Regions from separate parts of the Cricetulus griseus genome. Here region 2 is linked to region 1. The links are chromatin contacts, called in public Hi-C maps. All regions are on one chromosome and are shown on one strand. Each heading gives the region's core, a stretch centred on a gene start, on an enhancer-like site or on the middle of the called end of the contact. The rest is flanking DNA. Distances are from core to core; before and after follow the strand shown.

Region 1 (4,601 bases), core at 626-3,125:
TCAGCCCAGCCTTAGTTTAAAGTTTGAAGAAAAGATGAGAAATGTGCCTTGGGAGTTTCTCACAACTAAACATAATTATTAGCCTCAGTGTGGAAATCCTTCAAAACTCAATGAGTCATTAAGTTGAGGTCCTCTGATTTTGTCCTTTATTAAACCATCATACTATTTATAATGCCATGAAACGTTGCATAGATCTGAACTCACATTTTGAAAGTTTCTAAGCAAGAAAAAAAACCCCATAAAGTAAAGGAGGTAAGATTGGCTCATCTCTTGTAGTTTTATAATCTCCCTGGTACTTTAAGCTAGTGGGAAAATGAATTTTTTTTAACTTAAAAAAGATACATCTAGTCAGTTAGCCATGGTTTCTTACACTGGGTCTGGGTCTGTAGCTCCATGGTAGAGTGTACAGTAAGCAGCAGCAGGCCGTGACTTTCCTCTCCATCACCCAAAATAAGAGAAAACTAAAACTAAAAAGATATTATGTACACTGTCAAAACTCAGGCCTCCCCGCACTGCGGTTCCGTGTATGTGGGTTTTCCACTGTGGTGTTTAGCTGCCCCTCCCACCCACATCTACTCTTCCCCTTGGAAAACCATGACACAGCAGCTCACATTTTGCCCCAATTCATGCTGTGAGGAGCCAAGGGCAGGCAGTCTGAGACCTGAAACCACGGGCATCCATTAATGGAGAGCTGTTAAACGCCTCTGCTCTAAGGAGAAGGGTGGATGAATGATGATTTTGGGGGGCCTCAGGAAGGTAGATGGGAAAGTTGAAACTAAGGATGAAAACACTTAAAGATAAAAGGCTCCTTTCCCCCTCCCATATCAGCAAAAGAAGTAAGAGAGAATAGTCCTGAAGGCTAATCCATCCATCGGAGGAGGATTAGCCCTGTTGAAAACCAGTTTTTAGACAAAAGAAGGTGCACATTGTAACCCCATTTACCGGGGACGCAGAGGCAGGAGGCTCACTTGAGCCCATAAGTCTGGAGCCAGCCTGAGCAGACTAGTAAGACCCTGTCTGGAAACAACGATGACAAAAGCCAACAAAAACACAGAAACCAAAGAAAGATGGGCTCCTGGATATTAGGGTGTGCCCTCTAGTCTAGACCAACCACTCATCACAGTGAAATACAAGCCTGGATTGCCTCCATTTAATCACTTCTCCATATCTGCAGCTTCAACCTTAAGTTATATGGAAAGAGGGTGTATTGTGAACCTCCTGCTGGATTCTATAAATAGGATCTATGGGGGGTAAAAATAGCATTTGTCACCATTAAATAGCAAGACTTTTAGTTAGAACAGTCATTCAGGAGCAGCAACTCCAAAGCATGGCAGACTTAGATGAGCCTAAAATAAGGAGAATGTTGGGAGCCATGGACTATAGAACCAATGACTATGCACACAGCACCTCTTTACATATGGCTCATCACTGCTTCACCTTCACATTCCCTATAGTTCAGTTTCCTATACCAGGCAGGGTTTGTAGAAATGTAAGTTTGTACCGTGGACCACTGCCCCAAAGGGGACTCCACTGTGTGTCATTGGATGCATACCTTGACCCCTCCCACTATACTTTCCAAACAAAGTGCTAAAGGCTGAAAGGAGGCAGAGCTGGAGGTGAGAATAAATCCTTTTGCAAAAACAAAACAAAACAGAAAAGCAACAACAATCTCTTGGGGGCACTCGGATAGTGCTTACTTTTGCGTGGTCTTGTATTGATGAAAGATTTTCTAATGAAAACGGCAGCTGCTTGCCGGAAGAGTCCAGAAGTGAGTGTATTGTGCCCTCAAGTGGCTGGATGGTGTACTAAAACCATAGCCGAGGACTAAAATAACAGTCAAGGCTGTGAGTAACCTTAGGTCATTGGCTCTCTTCTGAATTTTTTCCATTCTTAGAAAAGAGAAGATTGTTGTGCTTGGGAGCAACTCACCAGGATGTGGGCTCTGTATGACTGATTTACAACTAAGCCTGAGTTGGTTCTAGAGCCAGGAATCATTTTGTTTCCATTTCTTGGCTATTTCAAATGGCTTCATTTGCCTGCTGCTCACCCAAGGTAAATGGTTTGTTCATAAAGTTCTGGTCACTGCTTGCTAAGACTAGTAAAACAAATGCTGGGGCTTCCTCTCTTAAGGCAGAGTTCTCCAAACACTTCTTCAAAGGATGAAAAGCAGGAAACTGTCCAATAAATAGACATGCATGAATCGATATATGTTAAGATATTCCATTATAACATAACCATAGAGCAAACGGCTCATTAGCGCAAGAGTAACTAAGTCAGGAGAATGCACACAAAAGGGCAGCTCTGAAAAAGCAAGAGATTCTGTGCATTCACAAAAAGTGCTCCACACACCCAGCTGCTCAGGAGGAGCAGGTGGGGGTAGGGAGGGGTGGGGTGTGAGGATTATGCTCGTTAATGTGTGACAGGATAAATGCATATACATGCATTTCCCGTCTGCATGAAAATGGCTGCCTCCAATGGTCCAAGAGGTCTGAGATATAAAGCATACCCTCTTTTCATCTGTTTGGTTTGCTGTTGTTTCCTTGGCAAATATATACATATAGAAGCCCGTTCCTTTGTTTTAGCAGGCACTGCAAGCACTAGTTTGTGGATCGTTTTACACACATAGACAACCTATTTCCAAAGAGAGGAACTATGGGGATGGAAGTCAGGAGTATAATGCAGAATTTTCTCTCTGTCTTTAGTATCCTTAATATTTGGAAACTTTGGAAGTGGTTACCTGTTTCTTAATAAGTAAAACTCAAACAACTAATGGAACAATGAAGAATGGAAGTGCCTTTGATAGAGATTTAAGTAAAGCATTCTTTTTAAGGAGAGTTAAATAGAAAAGATCCAAACTTTTTATAAACTACCAAGAGCACTTGGTAATTGTGCCAGGGTGAGCACACAGACAAGGGAGGCTTCACAGCATGAAAACCACCATCCTCATGTGAAAGTCGAGCTGTTGGGCTAGAGCCTTCTAACAGACAGACACACCTGACTACAATCTAGGTGCATGCTGGGATTGCTTCCCAAATCAAGCAGATGACAGGGCATGCCTATCTAAGTCATGACAGACCTTTGGATGACTCTGTAGAGTGGAGAACCTAACTGAGGGTAGATTCAGAGGGTAAAACCACTTTTTAGCAAAGGACAGCTCCTGGGGCTCCTGAGTAGGGCCCTCCAGAATGAGACTGGACACTGTGTGGCATGCCCACACTTCTCCACACCCAGCAGTGAAGAGATTCACTCTAGAAACAATGATAACTAAATTGGGAATCTATTTCATTGAAAACAATCAAGTCCCATTCAAGGACATGTCCAGTGTTCCAATTCCTTCAGAGTACTTTAGGTTTGTTTCCTAAGGATCCTACTAATTAAACCCTAGCACCCTGATGATCACTTGGACTCAGCCTTACATCTATCCTGAGCCTTTCTCTTCTCCAGCATGCAACCCTCACAGCATCCATTAAGACTTCACAGGATATGCAAGGCACCTCCTTGTTAGGCCAGATCAGACTTTCTGGTCTGTGAACACTCGGCTGAATAGGAGGAGGCCTGGAAACAGCTAATTATCCATCAAAGAAATTGTGTTCCGACTGATAGCCTTGTTCTCAGCAAGCACAGTCCTCCAAAGCAGTCCGATAATTAGATAAACAAGACTTTGGAGGCTGGGCTGAGAGATGAAAATTCACTTTATGTGGCTTTCTTTAATGTAATCACTAGTTAAAAGGTCGGCATGGAGTTAACAAGCTCATTACAAATGCTTCGCCTGTGATCTCAGCACACACCCCCATGGCAGCTACCGGATAAGATGCCCTTGAAGGCCTTGCCGGGACTGGGCCCCAACTCACACTGTGTTTATTCTGCTCCCACCACAAGGCAGCTGGCACCTCTATTGCCAGCTGTTGGGCATCAGGAAAAACAGGCTATGAGTCAATTCCAATGCATTCTTAGGCAAACAGCTAGTCTTTAAAAAAAGAAAAACAAAAAATCCTGGCCATGGAAACAGGAACACAAACTGAGACTTGGATAGTCTTTTTTGTCAACCTTAGTTTTCCACTTTTGGAACTGCTGTAATTCTCTTGGAGACTTCTCAGAGCTGCTTGCCTGGGTCAGTCTCAAAGGATACCTGTCTAGCTCGGTCCCTCCATAGAGGTTGGACATTGGTACTGTGGACTAAATCCATCCTTCCTGCCAGTACTGAGCAGGTTGGATGGGGTTTCAGAAGACCAGGGTCCCTGATGTGGGCTACCCAGTCACTTTTGGGAATGATACTTCTCATCCTGTAAAGTGATCTCAGCCATCTGAGCAAGTGTTCATTTTATGCATACCCAATGCCTGGGAAGCCTGAGCAGTTCTGTTAAGATGGGTTTTGGTTGGGACGTTTCTTCATAGCAACTTGAATAGGGTCGAGGGACCTGGGGGCAGGGTCCACACAGGATGCAGGAAGAATGGGCCCTGGTAACACATAATGAGCTTGACGAAGACATTGCAGAGGCACAGCCAACAAAGGTGTTCCCTGAGGAGGTGGAGGACTGGCTGAGGTGGGTCAGGCTGAGGACTGACATCTGCCATTAGACCATGGTGATAGCTCCCTTCAT
Region 2 (4,601 bases), core at 1,020-3,519, 140 kb after region 1:
AGAACAAGCCAAAACAGCAGGGAAAAGAGAGCTACCATGTGCGTTCCCTATTCCTTCAAACCTTTCTCATGTCACCCTGACATCACCTTGACCACACCCTGATAGGCGTGGTCAGGCACACCTGTAGCCGGCCCTTAGGTGGTGTGGTTATGGTGTCTCCCTACAGTACTCTTTAGCAGTGACTCTTAAACCCCCAGTCCTTAGCAACCACTAACTTGTCTCTCTAGACTTGCCTATTGTGGACATACTACACAAATGAATTTAGACAATGTGTAGTCTTTGTGAATGGATTTATTTTTAGCATGTTTTTGCAATTTGTTCACTTGGTAGCAGGTCACCAGTACTTTGTACCTGTTTGTTGCCAATTCATTTTCCCTGTCTGGACATACCACCTTGTTTGTCTGTCAGATGATGAGTGTTTGGGGTACATCGAACACCCAACGTATGTAATTTTTGTACCAGGCTCTTTCTTTTGGGCCACCATCCAGGTCCCAAATCATGACACAGAGACTTACTATTAGTTAGTTTTGAAGGCTTAGGCACTTTTTTTTTTTTTAAGGCTAGCCTTGGGGCTTTTTACCTTCTCTTACTTTCTTGCTGTCTCTGTCTGCTGGCTGAAGGCTGCCTGGCTTCTGGCCCTGGGTATCACCCTCATTCTTCTCTCTTCTCCCTCTTGTCCTTCCTTCTTTCTCCTCTCTCAAGCCTAGATTTCTCCTCCTATTTATTTATTTATGCCTGTCAGCCCCGCCTACCCTTTCTCCTGCCTATCTTTTGGCTGTTCAACTTTTTATTAGAATGATCAGGTGCCTTAGGCAGACCAGGTGAAACAATTAAATAATTTTTAAAAAATGCAGAATAAACAAAAGTAACTTATCTTTGCCTAGTTAAAATAAGATTGTACAACAAACTCTTTTTTAACTCTGAGTAAAGCCTCATTTTGACACAACATTGCTTGCTAGCCATCTGGCCTGAACTATCCTCCTAAGGCTGAGAATTAAATATGGCCAAAACACACAAGAAGATGCTCAGTCCTTCTCATAAACCAATGACAGGCAACTGGAGATCACATTGGGGTATTAGTTTTATGTAATTGGTAAGGGATTAATGTCCGATAATACTGGCACTGGATCAATATGATCTCTTAGTTGTTGAGAGCATGTATTAATGTTTCAAAATGAAACAAAACAGCAACACCTGAAAACAATTGACAGGAAATTCAGCAGTGAAGCTGGAAATACAGCAACCCCCAAGAGATTATATACATTGTATGGTACTCTTTTTATGAAATTGAAAAACAAAATTAAACATTATTTATGTGTATCAGGACAAAACAAATATGTAAAGGAATGTGCAGCAATTTCAGGCAAATTCATGATTTTAGTTAGTTGGAATGCAAGAGATGCAATTTAACAATTTTGGGCTAGGGGTGCTGCCAAGGAGTCCACTATAAACAACTGCAGAGGAATGTTCTCCATCTTAACAAGAATACTATGAACCAACAGATAAAATAATGAACCGAGTTTAACGGGTATCTAAGTAAATAGAGAAAATGAAAAATAAATAAAACAAATATAAATTATTACTTTGTAAAAGATCAGACAAACTATAATAGGTAATTATCATTGTAAAAAGTTTAGCTAGTTATCCTTCCGGTAGAAAGGTTTCAATTCTTAGCATGACTTCCATAATCATTTTTCATTGTGAATTTAAAAAAATTGGACTTCTTTCTTTTCTTTTCTTTTTTTTTTTTTTTTTTTTTGAGACAGGGTTTCTCTGTATTGTTTTGGAGCCTGTCCTAGAACTGGCTCTGTAGACCAGGCTGGCCTCGAACTCACAGAGATCCACCGCCTGCCTCTGCCTCCCGAGTGCTGAGATTAAAGGCGTGCGCCACCACCGCCCGACAAAAATTCATTTATTGAGAGTAAAAAGATGTCAACTTGAGAAAGCCTGTCTTGTGGGAACTGCTTTGGAGAAGCCACTCCAAGTCCTAACCTGTCTCCCCTCAGCCCTAGCAACAGACAGTAGCGAGCTTAGAGGAGAGAGAGAGCTCCTAGCGTCCTAACAACACAGTGCAGCCAGGCTCACTATCGGAGGACACGCCCCTAGAGCATGCCTCACATCCGAGGGTGTGTCCTATCCTATGAGGGGCGTGTCCATGCGTGTATGGGCGTGTCCACCTCTGCACAGGGGCGTGGCTTCCCGGGAAGGCGTTTCTAACTCTCGTAGGGGCGTAGCTGGGGGGCGGGCTGGTTCCTGAAAGTCAGGCTGAGAGTCGCGTTGTGGTGATGTCATCAGAGCAGCGCTGACTGAATCCATTCCAAGTAGGGCGACTGTGGCAGCTCTTTCGCTGAGGGGGCGGTGGACTGCCGGTGGCATGTTACCGGCTATGAATACTGTGGAGGCGGAAGAGGAGTACGCGGAGGATTGTCCTGAACTGGTCCCCATTGAGACCAACAAACAAGAGGAGGAAAATCTTGACTTCATCGTTAAGATTCCAGTCACAATTATCACCGGGTATTTAGGTAATTAACGGTCGCTCAGAAAAACGCCGTGAACTGTGCTCTCGGAGGGGGGTCTGGCGTGTCGCTTCAGGCACCCGGGCTCCATGGCCGAGGACGAATGTCTTCGAGTAGGCTTTGGGGTCTCTTTCTCCTCGCTTTTTCAAAGGTGGTTCTGAAACTCAGACGCACCTTATTGCCCTATGGCCCCTTGAGGAGCTGCCTTCTTACCTTTGTGAAGCTCATCCACCTCAGTTTAGATGGAAAATAATAAAAGTCACCTGAGTTTGTTTTCTCATCTGAGAATAAAGCCCAACAAAACCAACGATCTATTGTTATTAAAAGCTGATCAAGAAAATAATAATAATAATAATAATAATAATAATAAAGATGCCCTGTATGAAAAATGCCCCAGACCTTGCTTAGTTTAGGAGATTACACTTCACAAGAACCAAACTCTTCCAGTCATTAGTGGGAAGCTTTAACTGTTGTAAATTGTCTCCCACCTTCCTTTTGAGGACTCCTTACAAAGCCCTGTAGGACATCGAGTTAGCGTAAGATCTTTGCTTTGAAGATTTTCTTAAGCTGGGGTGTTGGGGGTACATAGGGGATACCCGAAAACACAGATTTGTGAACATGGTGCAGTTTTTCTGAAGGACAGTTCACGACTTATTTTTCCTTGGAAACATTTGCAAATATCCTTTTAAAGCAGTGCAGTTAAGCCGGGCATTGGTGGTGCACGCCTTTAATCCCAGCACTCAGGAGGCTGAGGCGGGTGGATCTCTGTGAGTTCGAAGCCAGCCTGGTCTACCTAGCGAGGTCTAGGACAGGCTCCAAAACAATCCAGAAAAGAGAAACCCTGTCTTGGAAAACAAAACAAAACAAAAAACCCAAAAAAACAAACTAAAAAACAAAAACAGTGCAGTTAACAGAGTGCAACAACTATTAAGTGACTACAAATTAGAATGAAGTGCCCTCATTCCTGTGTGCTGCAAGAGAGCCTGTACATGGGACACCTTTTACATATGACTAAGAAATCACTGGCACCTCTCACCAGGTTTTTTTCCTTCTAGAGTCAGACCAAGGTTATTTTAGATTTTACTTGGGCCCAATTTTTATAAAGGAATAATGTTTTGGATTTAGACGCTAGCTACTCCATAGAAGTTGAGGAAATTCCGTGTTCAAAGGGCATACTTCAGACTTGCCCCTTTGCCTTTCTGCACTTTGTTTACTGGTAGGTGAAAGGAACAATTCAGGTGCCTAATGGCCTGAAGCTCTGGGGTCAGGACAAACCCTAACAACCCCTTTGTTGCTGATTGAACCTAGGGGACAGTTTGCCACCTTTGTCATTTCTTCTTTTTGAAATACTAGGAACACTGCTCCACTGGCCTCCTACTTCCCACCTATTTCTCCAGCTTCCACCCTTTAGTTTCATTTCTGTATAGTTTCTGTTTTGATGTCCTACTGACAGCTCCAGACGTCACATGTCCAACACACTCCATACGCTAATCTTCCTGAAATCCTGCTCCTGAAATTCCCAACCACCTGCAGCACCAACAGTATTTCTTTCTAACTACAGTAGACCTGAGTCTCCCTGCTCTGTAATATAATCATGTGCTAGCCCTACTGATCTTTACAAAGTGTTAGTGTGATTGTGCCACACCCTTTATTGGCTTCTGCTGGGATGACAGTTTAGGTTCTTTATTAGGAATTCAAGGACCTCTGTGATGTGGCTTTTGTCTACCTCTATAGCCTGTTAGATGGCCTAACATATTGAACTTATTTTACTTTTAAAATCAGTGGTTTCAACCTCTCTAATGCTGCAACCCTATAATACAGTTCTTCATGTCATGGTGGCCCCCAACCATAAAATTACTTTCATTGCTACTTCATAGTTGTAATTTTGCTACTGTTATGAATCGTAATGTAAATATCTGATATGGATTGTCTTATAAGTGATCCCTGTGGAAGGGTCATTTGATTCCCAAAGGGGTTGTGACCTATAGGTTGAGAACTGCTGTCTTAAAGGTACCCTTTGGAATATTCCTTCCTGTAATTGCTCTGGCTAAATATCCCTCTTAAGTTCTCCATAGTTTTGTGTGT

What was found. A called contact is a pair of places that touch in the nucleus more often than the background predicts.
Region 2: a contact with region 1 is called in a Hi-C map of the CHO-K1 cell line, with 4 times the contacts expected there. The contact joins the promoter of LOC100765393 here to the enhancer-like site in region 1. A contact is called at or near these places in 3 of 8 Hi-C or Micro-C datasets (the CHO-K1 cell line and fibroblasts).

What each region holds. Positions count from the first base shown.
Region 1 is chr3:36,189,511-36,194,111 of CriGri-PICRH-1.0, forward strand. All of the region lies in intron 14 of Dock8 (dedicator of cytokinesis protein 8), which reads right to left. Among named protein-coding and RNA genes, the nearest start is that of Dock8, 100 kb to the right of the region's middle. Within about 2 kb of position 1,876, at least 1 of the 6 cell types and tissues checked has open chromatin away from gene starts, as enhancers often do. A contact at or near this core is called in the CHO-K1 cell line, where this site is marked.
Region 2 is chr3:36,329,913-36,334,513 of CriGri-PICRH-1.0, forward strand. It overlaps LOC100765393 (COBW domain-containing protein 1), which reads left to right and starts at 2,270. Exons shown (of 15, transcript XM_027406494.2): 1 at 2,270-2,522. The coding sequence starts at 2,375.